Linked DNA regions of Xenopus laevis: region 1 is linked to region 2. A link is a contact called in public Hi-C data. All regions are on one chromosome and are shown on one strand. The core of a region is the stretch at or near the end of the contact, and the rest is flanking DNA. Distances in the headings are between cores, read along the strand shown.

Evidence for each region. A called contact is a pair of places that touch in the nucleus more often than the background predicts.
Region 1: a contact with region 2 is called in a Hi-C map of the XL177 cell line, with 4 times the contacts expected there. The contact joins the enhancer-like site here to the promoter of plcd3.S in region 2. A contact is called at or near these places in 2 of 4 Hi-C or Micro-C datasets (the XL177 cell line and the XTC cell line).

What each region holds. Positions count from the first base shown.
Region 1 is chr9_10S:5,612,019-5,618,831 of Xenopus_laevis_v10.1, forward strand. It overlaps LOC108702554 (glycylpeptide N-tetradecanoyltransferase 1), which reads right to left. Exons shown (of 12, transcript XM_041578888.1): 7 at 5,223-5,393; 8 at 4,898-5,006; 9 at 3,537-3,707; 10 at 3,292-3,459; 11 at 2,326-2,463; 12 at 701-1,272. The coding sequence ends at 1,252. Among protein-coding and RNA genes, the nearest start is that of cdc27.S, 12 kb to the right of the region's middle. Within about 2 kb of position 3,498, at least 1 of the 7 cell types and tissues checked has an H3K27ac peak or open chromatin away from gene starts, as enhancers often do.
Region 2 is chr9_10S:5,571,778-5,578,499 of Xenopus_laevis_v10.1, forward strand. plcd3.S (1-phosphatidylinositol 4,5-bisphosphate phosphodiesterase delta-3) reads left to right here and starts at 5,229. Exons shown (of 15, transcript XM_041578601.1): 1 at 5,229-5,556. The coding sequence starts at 5,427.

The DNA of each region.
Region 1 (6,813 bases), core at 2,248-4,747, 39 kb after region 2:
GGTGCCGTCCTCCTATGATCCATGCACCGTGAACGTTGAAAGAGGGACCAGGTGTGCATCTGCATTTCGTTTGGCTGAAGTCAGTGTCGGACTGGCCCATCGGTATACCAGGAAAAATTCCGGTGGGCCCAGGTATATATGGTCATTCCTTATTTATTTATGAGAAAGAGGCTAAATAATGAAAGAATAGAGTATATTATATAGAGACCAGGAGAATAAAGAGGTTGAGTAAGGAGAGGAGGTCTAGTAGTTTGGAAAGTGAGCCCTCAGCCCAATGTCTCTGGTGAGCCCCTGGCATCCCAGTCCGACACTGGGTAAGGCAGTTGAAGGTCCGGGTCGCGTAGCGGTTCAAAGTGGGTAAATATGCAGGTCGCAGTTCAGGTTGCGGGCTGCAGGTTCGGGTCATAGAAATCGGTTCCATGCAGGACTCTGGGTATTTTCCCGTTTTCCAATTTTCTTCCCACATGGCCCATAGTGTGTGTGTGTGTGAATGAGTTAGATTGCAAGCTGAACTGATCTAAAAGCCCTGTACTGAAAAAAATATTTAATTAACCGCCCATTGGCTTTGAGTGGGATTAATGCAATAGGCGCAGGTCCAGTCTAAGGTTTACTGTTCCTTTAATAGCGACTGGGCAAGTACACAGAACGAATGCTTTAGATTTATATATACGCCGTGTCTGATCAGAAGAGGACTTTGCAATGCAAATGTTCATCATTTATTTAGTAACAAGCATTTAACTTAATAAAAAAAAAAAAAGCAAACATTTTAAAACGCGATTTATTTTAAGCAACCCCCACTCTGGGTAGCAGGCCACGCCCCCTTCAATATGGCTGCCACAGGTTCATTTCGATTTTAGGACATGGCGACCTTTTAGAAACGTTGTAAGTCACGAGATCAAGCACAGGCACCAATGTACATATATTATATATATATTATATAATATACACTTTAATATTCAGCCATGACGCCTCAAATCAGCCGGGGGAGGGAAAATGGGAGCAGTCGTATTCACAGCAGGGGTTGGAGTGGTGATAGAAATTCCAGAAAACAAACCAAATCTATAGGAGGAGGGAACAACCCCCTCTGCCCCTCCCTATCCCCATTCCTGCACCCCAATACAGTAGGATGTGCTCCAGAATCAATAAACTTCTCGGTTCCAAGATCGGACTCTCCTGTGGCCCCATGGGGAGCAGTCGGCAGCGCAGAGAATTCCTAATCCACTTCAGACGTGGGGGAAAAGGGGACGTGGATTACTGTAGAACCAGACCCACCTGCAAAGAGAAGAATATAGAGATCACCTTGAGCTTCTACATTGAGATCTTTAGCTACTATTGTAGGGCTTGAACCCATGATTTAAAGGAACAGTAACACCAAAGTATTAAAGTGTATCAAATAATTCAAATATAATGCACTGTTCACCTGCACTGGTCTATTTGCTTCAGAAACTTTATATAAACAAGCTGCTGTGTAGCCATGGGGGCAGCCATTCAAGCACAGGATACACAGTAAATAACGGATAAGTACTACTATAGTTTATATAAACAAGCTGCTGTGTAGCCATGGGATTCAAGCACAGGATACACAGTAGATAACAGATAAGTACTACTATAGTTTATATAAACAAGCTGCTGTGTAGCCATGGGGGCAGCCATTCAAGCACAGGATACACAGTAGATAACAGATAAGTACTACTATAGTTTATATAAATAAGCTGCTGTGTAGCCATGAGGGCAGCCATTCAAGCACAGGATACACAGTAGAGAACAGATAAGTACTACTATAGTTTATATAAACAAGCTGCTGTGTAGCCATGGGGGCAGCCATTCAAGCACAGGATACACAGTAGAGAACAGATAAGTACTACTATAGTTTATATAAACAAGCTGCTGTGTAGCCATGGGGGCAGCCATTCAAGCACAGGATACACAGTAGAGAACAGATAAGTACTACTATAGTTTATATAAACAAGCTGATGTGTAGCCATGGGGGCAGCCATTCAAGCACAGGATACACAGTAGATAACAGATAAGTACTACTATAGTTTATATAAACAAGCTGATGTGTGGCCATGGGGGCAGCCATTCAAGCACAGGATACACAGTAGATAACAGATAAGTACTACTATAGTTTATATAAACAAGCTGATGTGTAGCCATGGGGGCAGCCATTCAAACACAGGATACACATAGCACATAACAGATAAACCCTCTAGAATACAGTGGTGTTTTATCTGTTATATGCTGTGTATCCTGTATCTTTTCTCCAGCATGAATGGCTGCCTCCATTGTTACACATCAGCTTGCCCATCTAAGGGTGCGACTCACCTTCTCAGACCCCATGCTGGGACATTTCCAATTATACAGGTAATACTGCAGATTTCCATCCCCAATACCAAACTTTAGCTTCTCCAAAAAGGTTTTGTTCTCCATGAGGTCAAGGGCATTAAACACATCAAACCCTTTCTGTAAAAGAAATTAAAAAAAAACAAAACACACACCAGGGTTTATATTAGGGATGAACTGACTCCACTAAACCCCTGAATCCTTCGCAAGAGATTCAGCCGAATACCGAAACCTAATTTGCATATACAAATTAGAGGTGGGAAAGCATTTTATCCTTCCTTATTTTGTGACAGAAAGTCACGTGATTTCCCTCCCCGCCCCTAATTTGCAAATTCGGATTCGGTTCGGCCGGGCAGAAGGATTCAGCCAAATCCAAATCCTGCTGAAAAAGGCCAAATCCCTAGTTTAGATGCCAATCCCTAGATTGATTCATTATCTGGGACCAGGGCAGCCATCAGGGGGGGACAGGGGGGAGAGTTGTAGGGGGCCCGAGGATAAGGGGGGCCCGGCCAGGCCACACTTACTTGATTAACCGGGCCCCCCACCTTTCTGAGAGCTGCTGACTTCGGGAAGGCATGGACATTTAAGGGGCCCCGGCCACCAATTTTCTTATAATGTGTGGGGGGGGGGGGCCTGGTCACCAATTTTGGCCAAAAATTTTTTTTTCTCATGTGGGGTCCTAGCCACCAATATTTTTTAATGGGGGGGGCTGGCCACTAATGTTTTTTTTTTTATAGGGGGCCCTCACCACAAATATCTTTTTATTAACATGTGGGAACCCTAGCCACCAATATTTGGTGGTGGGGGGCGGACCTGTCGGGTGGGGAGGGCGGACCTGTAGGTGGGGCTCGCGGTGGGCGCAGCCCAGGGGGCCCAGGAAATTTTGTCTTATAGGGCCCTGTGATTTCTAATGGCGGTCCTGTCTGGGACCATTAGTGGGACACTCACAGATTTAGCCAGAATCAGTGCATCATTCATGAGGTCCAACAGAGGAGTCTTGGTGTGAACGTTGTAGAAGGAGTAGGCGGCTTTCAGGCTCTGGTGCGTGGGGTGGTTCATGATGGTGGAGGGGAGAGTGTAGAAGCTCAGTAAGTCCGTCAGCTCGCCCTCTGGTGTCTGTAAGAGGGTAAAACATCAATGCATTCATTCTGTGGCACACACATTTGGCATTTCCAGGGGATGAGAGTCCATACCTCCACTACGTATGTGTCGATGATGTTCTCCTGGGGGAGCAGCCAGTGCCGGACCTCCTCCTCGTCCATGGCGGGGGCCAGGTTAAACTGCGAGAGGTATTGAGACACAAGCTTGTGCACAGCCGGGATGTGCCGGACTTCCATGGGCTTTAGGCCACTTGTTTTAGGAGTCTACAAGGCAAAGGGCACAATTCTTCCATTAGTCTTGGCCCTTGGGTCTCATACAAACAGGCTCCTCCCATTTACCCATTATTCTATTTGAATGTGCCTTATTACAGCAGCTTATTTGTTTAAAGGGATTCTGTCATGGTTTTTATTTCTAAATTACAGTTTCCACTGCAAATAATTCACTCTACAATATAAAATGTCATTCCTGAACCAGCAAGTGTATTTAGTTGTAATATTGGTGTGTAGGTGCATCTCGGGTCATTTTGCCTGTCATGTGCTTTCAGAAAGAGCCAGCACTTTAGGATGGAACTGCTTTCTGGCAGGCTGTTGTTTCTCCTACTCAATGTAACTGAATGTGTCTCAGTGGGACCTGGATTTTACTATTGAGTGTTGTTCTTAGATCTACCAGGCAGCTGTTATCTTGTGTTAGGGAGCTGTTATCTGGTTACCTTCCCATTGTTCTGTTGTTAGGCTGCTGGGGGGTGATATTGCTCCAACGTGCAGTAAACAGTGACTGAAGTTTATCAGAGCACAAGTCACATGACCGGGGGCAGCTGGGAAACAGACAATATGTCCAGCCCCATGTCAGATTTCAAAATTAAATAATTGCTCTTTTGAGAAACGGATTTCAGTGCAGAATTCTGCTGGAGCAGCACTATTAACTGATGTGTTTTGAAAAGAAAACATGTTTTTCCATGACAGTATCCCTTTAAAGGAAAGGCTAAAACTAAGTGAGCTTTATCAGAAAGGTCTATATAAATACACCAATAAACCCTCAAAGTAATGCTGCTCTGAGTCCTCTGTCAAAAGAAACAGCACATTTCTTTCCTTCTATTGTGTACTCATGGGCTTCTGTATCAGACTAACTGTTTTCTGCTTAAACCTCCAGGGCTAGGGCTTGCGCATGCTCAGTTTGCTCCTAGTCACTCTCCTCCCCTCCCTGCTGTAATCTGAGCCCAGAGCTATGAGTGAGCAGGGAGAGACTCAGGCAGGAAGTCATGTCCCACCAAGCTAATACTGCAGCTGCTATCCTAAGCAGAGAGAGCTTCTAGAGCGGTTTACTCAGGTATGGTAAAGCATTCTGCAGAATAAATATAGTGTCCTAGTTTGCATTATTGTGGTTAATCTATTGGCAATAAACTGCTTTGGTAGCTTTTGCGACACTGTTTTTACACAGGTTCTAGGGCACCAACCTCAGGCAGCCGGTACAACTTCATGGTTCTTTGCATGGTCATGTTACGGCTGAGATGAGAGAATTTCACCTCGATCAGCTTGCGTGGGTTAAGCGATCTGTGCCAGTACCTGCAATACAGTCACACGAGTAAAGAAAAGGGGGCAATGATCAGTAGAATCAGGGGCAGAAGGGCGAGAATAGAGAGATCTAAGGTATCGTCCTGAACGCATTGATTGCTATACAGTCAGATGTTGGACAGCAACCGAGAACTGGAGAAGAAATAGGCAAAAAACGCCCTTCAAAGATAACGTTCGCTATATACTGATTGAGAAGAAAAGCAGTACCTGCAGGTAGCCACAGGTTTGGGCAGTACCACTCCCGCTGTGTAGACGGCCTGGAAGATTCCCTCGAGGTTGACGCGGCGCGTGATTTCACGGATCAGAACAGGCGCCACCCTCTTAGAGCGCAGTTTCTTGTGGACACAGAGGAAGTTGATCTCTACCATTTTTTTGGTTCTAGTTAAGGATTAAAACATCGTATTACCGCAAACTGCCAGTGCCGCTCTTACACCAAAACTCTGCGCAGTTCCCAGAAAGCGCAATATTTTGTGAAGGATCTCAAGAAGGAGGCTACCGTTATTGAGTGAAAAGTGGTCTGTGGGAATACCACTAAAAAGTTGCATTTAAAGGGGAACTATTGTGAACATTTAATATAGGCTTCATCACACTGAAATAAGAAACTTTCTAAATACAATCAATTAAATATTCTGCACTGTTTCTGAAATAATGAAGTTTATCTTCACTATTCCTCTCTCAGCATCTGTTTCTCTCTTCATTCTCTCTTCATTCAGGAGTTGGGTGTCAGATATTCACTGACAGTTAGATCCAATATATCTTATAGGGGGGCTCCTTTTGCCTAGAAGATGTATTAGAGCTCACTCTATTAAACTCACCAGTCATCATGTCTCTCTACATGCAGGATTTGTGCAAAAGGCAGTTATTTTGTTAGATTTTGTTTGTACTGGAATCAGTTATGTGAGTGAGGGCTCCTTTTGCCTAGAAGATGTATTAGGGCTCACTCTATTAAAATCACCAAAACCCCTGTCTCAAGCTGTAATACTGAACCGCATTATTGACTGGTCGCACCATATTGAGGCCAAAATATGGGTCAAATTAGAACAACAGGACACCAGCACTTATCTAATACACCTCCCCTGGATAGACAACGTTCACAGAAGACTCTTATACAAGGACCACCCCACGATAACATATACACTAAAAATATGGGACAAGCTGAAAAGAACAGTTAATAGTGCTGCTCCAGCAGAATTCTGCACTGAAATCCATTTCTCAAAAGAGCAAACAGATTTTTTTATATTCAATTTTGAAATCTGACATGGGGCTAGACATTTTGTCAATTTCCCAGCTGCCCCAAGTCATGTGACTTGTGCTCTGATAAACTTCAATCACTCTTTACTGCAAGTTGGAGTGATATCACCCCCTCCCTTTTCCCCCCCAGCAGCCAAACAAAAGAACAATGGGAAGGTAACCAGATAACAGCTCCCTAACACAAGATAACAGCTGCCTGGTAGATCCAAGAACAACACTCAATAGTAAAATCCAGGTCTCACTGAGACACATTCAGTTACATTGAGAAGCTAAAACAGCAGCCTGCCAGAAAGCATTTCTCTCCTAAAGTGCAGGCACGAGTCACATGACATGGGGCAGCTGGGAAACTGACAATATGTCTAGCCCCATGTCAGATTTCAAAATTGAATATAAAAAGAACTGTTTGCTCTTTTGAGAAATGGATTTCAGTGCAGAATTCTGCTGGAGTAGCACTATTAACTGATGCGTTTTGAAAAAAACATGTTTTCCGATGACAGGATCCCTTTAAATTCTCACCAACTGGTACAGGACTCCTGTAAAATTGAAG
Region 2 (6,722 bases), core at 3,979-6,478:
TTGTGTCTTAAAATTGTTACAAAGTATCTTATTTGCACCTGTTAGCTGTTCTGGGCTCTCTGCTAAAAGCCAATTAAGTGAGAAACTTTGTTTCTTTTTCTGGCTGTTCAGTGCAGAGAAAAGAGGGACTTTCCAGTACAAATGAGGGACTGCGGGTTGAGCTGTCAAAAGAGGGACTGTCCCTCCGAAAAAAGGGACAGTTGGGAGGTATGCATATACCTTTGTTATATGTTTTCCCCTTGGTTTTTCCGAAGAGCAGTATTTCTTTGTTACTGTATTTTATTATTAACGGCTATGAAGATGTTATTGGGTCAGCTTGCAGTTTCAGCACTGCCTAAGTTGCCATTGTACCTCATCCATCTTGTCTTCATCCTTAAATATTAGTAGTGTCAGCATAATCTATTTCAGCTCCTGCCTAAGGAGCCTTATGAAGCTGCTATATATATATTTTATATCTATATCTATATCTATATCTATATCTATATATATATATATATATATATATATATATATATATATATATATATATATATATAAAACAAAGGGAGTGGAGTGCACGACCATAAGGAAAACTGGATACCTGGGTGCTAGTCCGTAACATATAGATCCATACTGCAAATATTGACAGCACTCCAAGGAAGTTCACAACGAGTCGATAATGCTAAAGTGGAGGTTTTATTGAAGATCCAACGTTTCGGTCCCTTACTGGAACCTTTGTCAGGGATAATAACCAACGTTATTATCCCTGACGAAGGTTCCAGTAAGGAACCGAAACGTTATATATATATATATATAGATATATATATATATATACTGTATATATATATATATATATATATATATATATATATATATATATATATATATATATAAACAGTATATATACTGTGGAACATGGAGGAGCACTCACCAAACAAAAAACACAGCATGCCTGGGTGCAGGTAAAATATGTACAAAATAACAAAAAAATACCGCACTCAACAGGCTCAGTTAGAGTAACTGATTTTAATAGACAAACAAAATGTGATCAAAACGTTGAATTTCTTTTGTTTGTCTATTCAGGTACTGTAACTGAGCCTGTTGAGTGCGGTATTTTGTTTATATATATATATATATATATATATATATATATACACACACAACAGCTAGCAGTTGGATAGGTTAATTGGTTTAATAAATAAGGAGGTTATTTGGCCAAGAGTTTGCAGACACAGACATATATCCTTCCCTGTTCATTTGCTGACTGTGCAGTTCTCCATGAGGTTTGGTAACACAGGAGTGTTAAATATTACATTGCATCTGTATTTTCAGCAATTACTCGACTGGGCATAGACTGGGTTTATTTGTGAGATTAGCTATCATTATACAGGTACGGGACCTTTGCTTTTGGATCTCCCTACCGTAAATCTGCTTAAAAATCATGTAAACATGAAATAAACCCAACAGACTGGTTTTCCTTCCAATAAGGATTAATTATATCTTAGTAGGGATCAAGTACTGTTTTATTATTACAGAGAAACAGGAAATCATTTGAAACAATTTGGATTATTTGATTATTATGGAGGCTATGGGGGATGACCATCTCATAAATTCAGAGCTTTTTAGAGAAAAAGTTTCCAGATAACAGATCCTACACCTATAGTAGTATTATAAGAAACCATATTGGCATGGCCATATGGGACACAGGGTAAACACATGCAAAGGTCTAATAGGGCAGAGACACACGTGGAGATTCGGGGAGATTAGTCGTCTTTCGGCACGAATTTCCTCTTGAGGCAACTTTGGGCTAGATTATAGCCGGTGGGAAGGCAGTTCGGGAGATTAGTCGCCCCAAGAAGAGGCGATTTGTCGCCAGGCGACTAAATCTCCCCGAACCTTAGCATGTGCCCTTACCCTTAACAAGGACAGGGAGATTATTGAGCTATAAATTGATCTTTGGATGTCGGCAGTTCAGTGATAGTAGCTCAGTAATAAGCACAACTACTCCCTGTCCACACTGACTACTGTGCAACTTTCTGACCTGTAGGGAGCGCTCTACTTTTTCTGGCTTGTGCTCTTATTGTATTGGCAATAGGACTGGCAGTTTCCCATGTGACACTTAAGAGGGGTCATTTAAGTGCAGCACAGGGTGCAAAGTGCAAAAAACAGGCACAATCCACCATGTTTTCTGCACGTTGGACACACTAGTCTGCACTTTAAAATAATTGCACAGACCCCAATATTGCAGCAGGTTGCAAGAACAACCTTATTTGACATTATGGGGCAGATTCACTAAGGGTCGAATTTCGAAGTTAAAAATACTTCGAAATTCGACCCTCGAATTGAAATCCTTCGACTTCGAATATCGAAGTCGAAGGATTTAGCGCTAATCCTTCGATCGAACGATCGAAGGATTTTTCGTTCGATCGAACGATTAAATCGTTCGAATCGAACGATTCGAACGATTTTAATTCAACGATCGAAGGAAAATCCTTCGATCAAAAAAAGATTAGCAAACCTATGGGGACCTTCCCCATAGGCTAACATTGACTTCGGTAGGTTTTACCTGCCGAAGTAGGGGGTCGAAGTTTTTTTTAAAGGGCAAGTACTTCGACTATCGAATGGTCGAATAGTCGAACGATTTTTCGTTCGATTCGTTCGATTTCGTTCGAATTCGAACGAATTTAACCAATTCGATGGTCGAAGTACCAAAAAAATACTTCGAAATTCGAAGTATTTTTCATTCGAATCCTTCACTCGAGCTTAGTGAATCAGCCCCTATGTATTTAAACCCTTTATTTGTTCAAAGAGCCGTAACAGAAAGCTTGCAATCAAAATATATGACATTTGACTCCAATGTCTTACCAGTAAACTACTACTAAACCAATAGTATTCTTAGCAGCTTATCAGTTATTTGCAGTACAAACTGAACCAGACAACCTGATACGATCCTGTTTGGCAACTTTCATGGCAATGAATAAGCTTTTTTTTGGTTCTGTTGCAAGAGGTATATATATATATATATATATATATATATATATATATATATACTTCTATAATTACTTCTATATATACTTCTTTATTTATATATGTAAGGGGGAAGGCAGAAAGCTTGTTTGGATTCGGTGTGGGGAGTGGGTTGATCATGGGAGGGAGCACTAGGGTTTGTCCTATTTTCTCTATACAACGTGCGATAGTGTTTTACATTACTCTTATGGTACAAATTCAATGGCAAGCAATGTTATAAATACAGGTATGGGACCTGATATCCAGAATACTCGAGACCAGGGGTTTTCCGGATAAGGATCTTTCCATAATTTGGATCTTCATACTTTTTGCTTCCAATAAGGATTAATTATATCTTAGTTGGGATCAAGTACAAGCTACTGTTTTATTATTACACAGAAAAAGGTAATTATTTATATATATATATATATATATATATATATATATATATATATATATATATATTATTTATTTATTTATTTTTGGATTATTTAGATAAAATGGAGTCTATGGGAGTCTATGGAGTCTATGGGAGACTGCCTTTCCGTAATTCGGAGCTCTCTGGATAGTGGGTTTCTGGATAACGGATCCCATACCTGTACAAATGAATATACACAATAACAAAGATTAAGTGGCACATATTAATATGGACAGGCGGAATTAGGTCCAGGGTTGGACTGAGCCTTTGGGGCCCACTGGGACCGCAATTGAGGGACTCCCTTCCCAGCACCTGTATTATCATCAATATCATTGATCGTATGAGATCCGTTATCCAGAAAACTCGAATTAAGGAAATCCATTCACCCAAAGAATTTATTTCCTTTTTCTCTGTATTAATAAAACAGATCCAAGATAATATATAATTAATCCTTATTGGAAGCAAAACCAGCCTATTGGGATTAATTCATATCTTAATTCTATTAGAAAATCAATAACATGAAATGAACCCAATAGGCTGGTTTCCCTTCCAATAAGGATTAATTATTTCTTAGTTGGGATCAAGTACAAGCGACTGTTTTATTATTACACAGAAAAAGGAAATCATTTTTAAAAAAAATTGGATTATTTGGATAATCTATGGGAGATGGGCTTGCCGTAATTCGGAGCTTTCTGGATAATGGGTTTTTACGTTAACTGATCCCATACCTGTACTAGGGATGCACCAAATCCAGGATTCGGTTCAGGATTCGGCCAAGATTCAGCTTTTTTCAGCAGGATTCGGCCGAATCCTTCTGCCCAGCCGAATCCTTCTGCCCAGCCGAATCCTTCTGCCAAGCCGAATCCTTCTGTCCAGCCGAATCCTTCTGCCCAGCCGAATCCTTCTGCCCAGCCGAATCCTTCTGCCCAGCCGAATCCTTCTGCCCAGCCGAATCCTTCTGCCCAGCCGAACCGAATCTGAATCCTAATTTGCATAGATTTTAGATTCAGCTTTTTTCAGCAGGATTCGGCCGAATCCTTCTGCCCAGCCGAATCCTTCTGCTCAGCCGAACCGAATCTGAATCCTAATTTGCGTATTCAAATTAGGGGTGGGGAGGGAAATCACGTGACTTTTTGTCCCAAAACAAGGAAGTAAAAATGTTTTCCCCTTCCCACACCTTATTTGCATATGCAAATTAGTATTCGGATTCAGTTTGGTATTCAGCCTAATCTTTCTAGAAGGATTCTGGGCTTCGGCCGAATCCAAAATAGTGGATTTGGTGCATCCCAACCTGTACAGAGAAAAAAGAATTTAGAAAAATGTGCATTATTTGATTAAAAGTGAGTCTATGGGAGATGGCCATCCCATAATTCAGAGCTTTCTGGAGAACAGGATTCCGGATAACAGATCCCATACCTGTACTCAGTTTCATCCCACACTCCAAGAATATAAAGGCAATTTAATTTGCTTCTTTTGTAATGAACCCTGATATGTGACTATGATAGGGACCTTAGATTGTAAGCTCCACTGTATATCTGCTATATCATCTCCGCAAAGCTCTGCGGTATATGTCGGCGCTATAAAAATGCAGGATAGCTATTTCACCGCGGGCTATATTTGTACTACAAATGTATATACAGCTTTTTTATTTGTTGATGGTACTAACCCATCAATAATTATGCGGTCTTTATTCACACCCACTGAAACCGCCTAATCCCCAACCAGCAGGATTTTCTCGTTTCTGCAACTTTAAAATAGTGAGCTCCGTGATGAAATGCGATTCCAGGTCAAGCAGAGCTGCCAGAGAGTGGGAAAAAAAAATCAGTGTTCAAGGAGGAGCGAGGGAGGGAGGCAGGACTGGGGCTGAACTCACACAAAGGCACCAGAGTTACCAGCAAGAGACACACAAGGAGAGTGAGAGCAAAGGCAAGGAATTGGGGTGCAAGGAATTGGGGTGCAAGGAATTGGGGTGCAAGGAATTGGGGTGTAAGGAATTGGGGTGTAAGGAATTGGGGTGCAAGAGATGCCCAGCGTATTTGGCACCATGTGTGGGGGCAGAAAGAAGAAGAAGAAGTACAAGCCAGAACCCGAAGTTTTGGAGCAAGAAGTGCTGCCCGTCAAGAGCCAAGGACTCAAAACCTTCAAAAAAATGGGTAGGTCCCGACGTGTGTAGGGGCTGCGAGATTTGGGAGTGGGTATCGTTTTCAGAGGGTGTCGGTGGGTGTCACTGAGGCAGAATGGGGGGAATGGTCCTGCAAGAACACATGCAAAACAGTTATGGGAGCTGATGCTGAATACAGTGCCGCACCGTGATTGGCTGCTTCTAATTGGGGTCTAATAATATAAACAGATTCCTGGTAGACATTAGCCAATAGGTGACAGCCTACAAAATGTTTTCAAATACTGCAATAAGGCATAGGCATTGAGATTGTAAGCTCTATGGGGCAGGGAGAATCTTCCTCTTAAAACTTTATGCTGTATTGACATTTACTTATATTTTATTATTACCTTGATCCCCGACTTTTCCATTAACTTATTGTCTTGATGTTAAAATGTACATGCACAGTCATGGGGACATTATAATGCAGTTTGGCATACTATTGTAAAGCTCTGCCGAGCTTGCTGGCACTATGGTGAGAAACTGATTTGTTAGGTGATCATGGTCCTATAATAAAGCTCATTTAAGTGTTTATTTAGTTGCAGGATGAAATCACAGCATGCCCCATGTCTATGTTTTAATAGTATAAATATTGTCTGGATAAGCAGCCACGTGCACAACCATTGCTTTCCATGGAATCATATGTTGCAGGTGTGTACGTTGCTGTGCCGAGTGATGGAGGAGCCACTGGACACATCGAAAATAAAAAAAAAACATCAAAACCTGCACCCTAATCTTCTGACTGGGGTGTCAATGCAGACAAAGGAGTCTTATAATCAATAGGAGTCAATTGTTTCTGCCAGATGAAGCATTTCAAGGAAAGGATAGGGACTCTTTCCCCATTTGTATGTAGATCAGAATGAGTCTTGAAAAGGAAACAGTTTCACTCCTTTAATTCTATTTTCATACAAGACTAAGGTCAGAGACACACACTTAGATTCGGGGAGATTAGTCGCCCAGTGACAAATCTCCACTTCTTTAGGGCGAATAATCTCCCCGAACTGCCTCCCGCCGGCTAGAATCGAAATCGCTGGCAGGATGGCACTCGGATCCCTCCGTTTTCTAATGTCGCCCGAAGTTGCCTCACGAGGAAACTTTGGGCAACTTCGGAAAACGAAGCGGTCTGAGTGCCACCCCGCCGGCGATTTAGTCTTCGGGGCG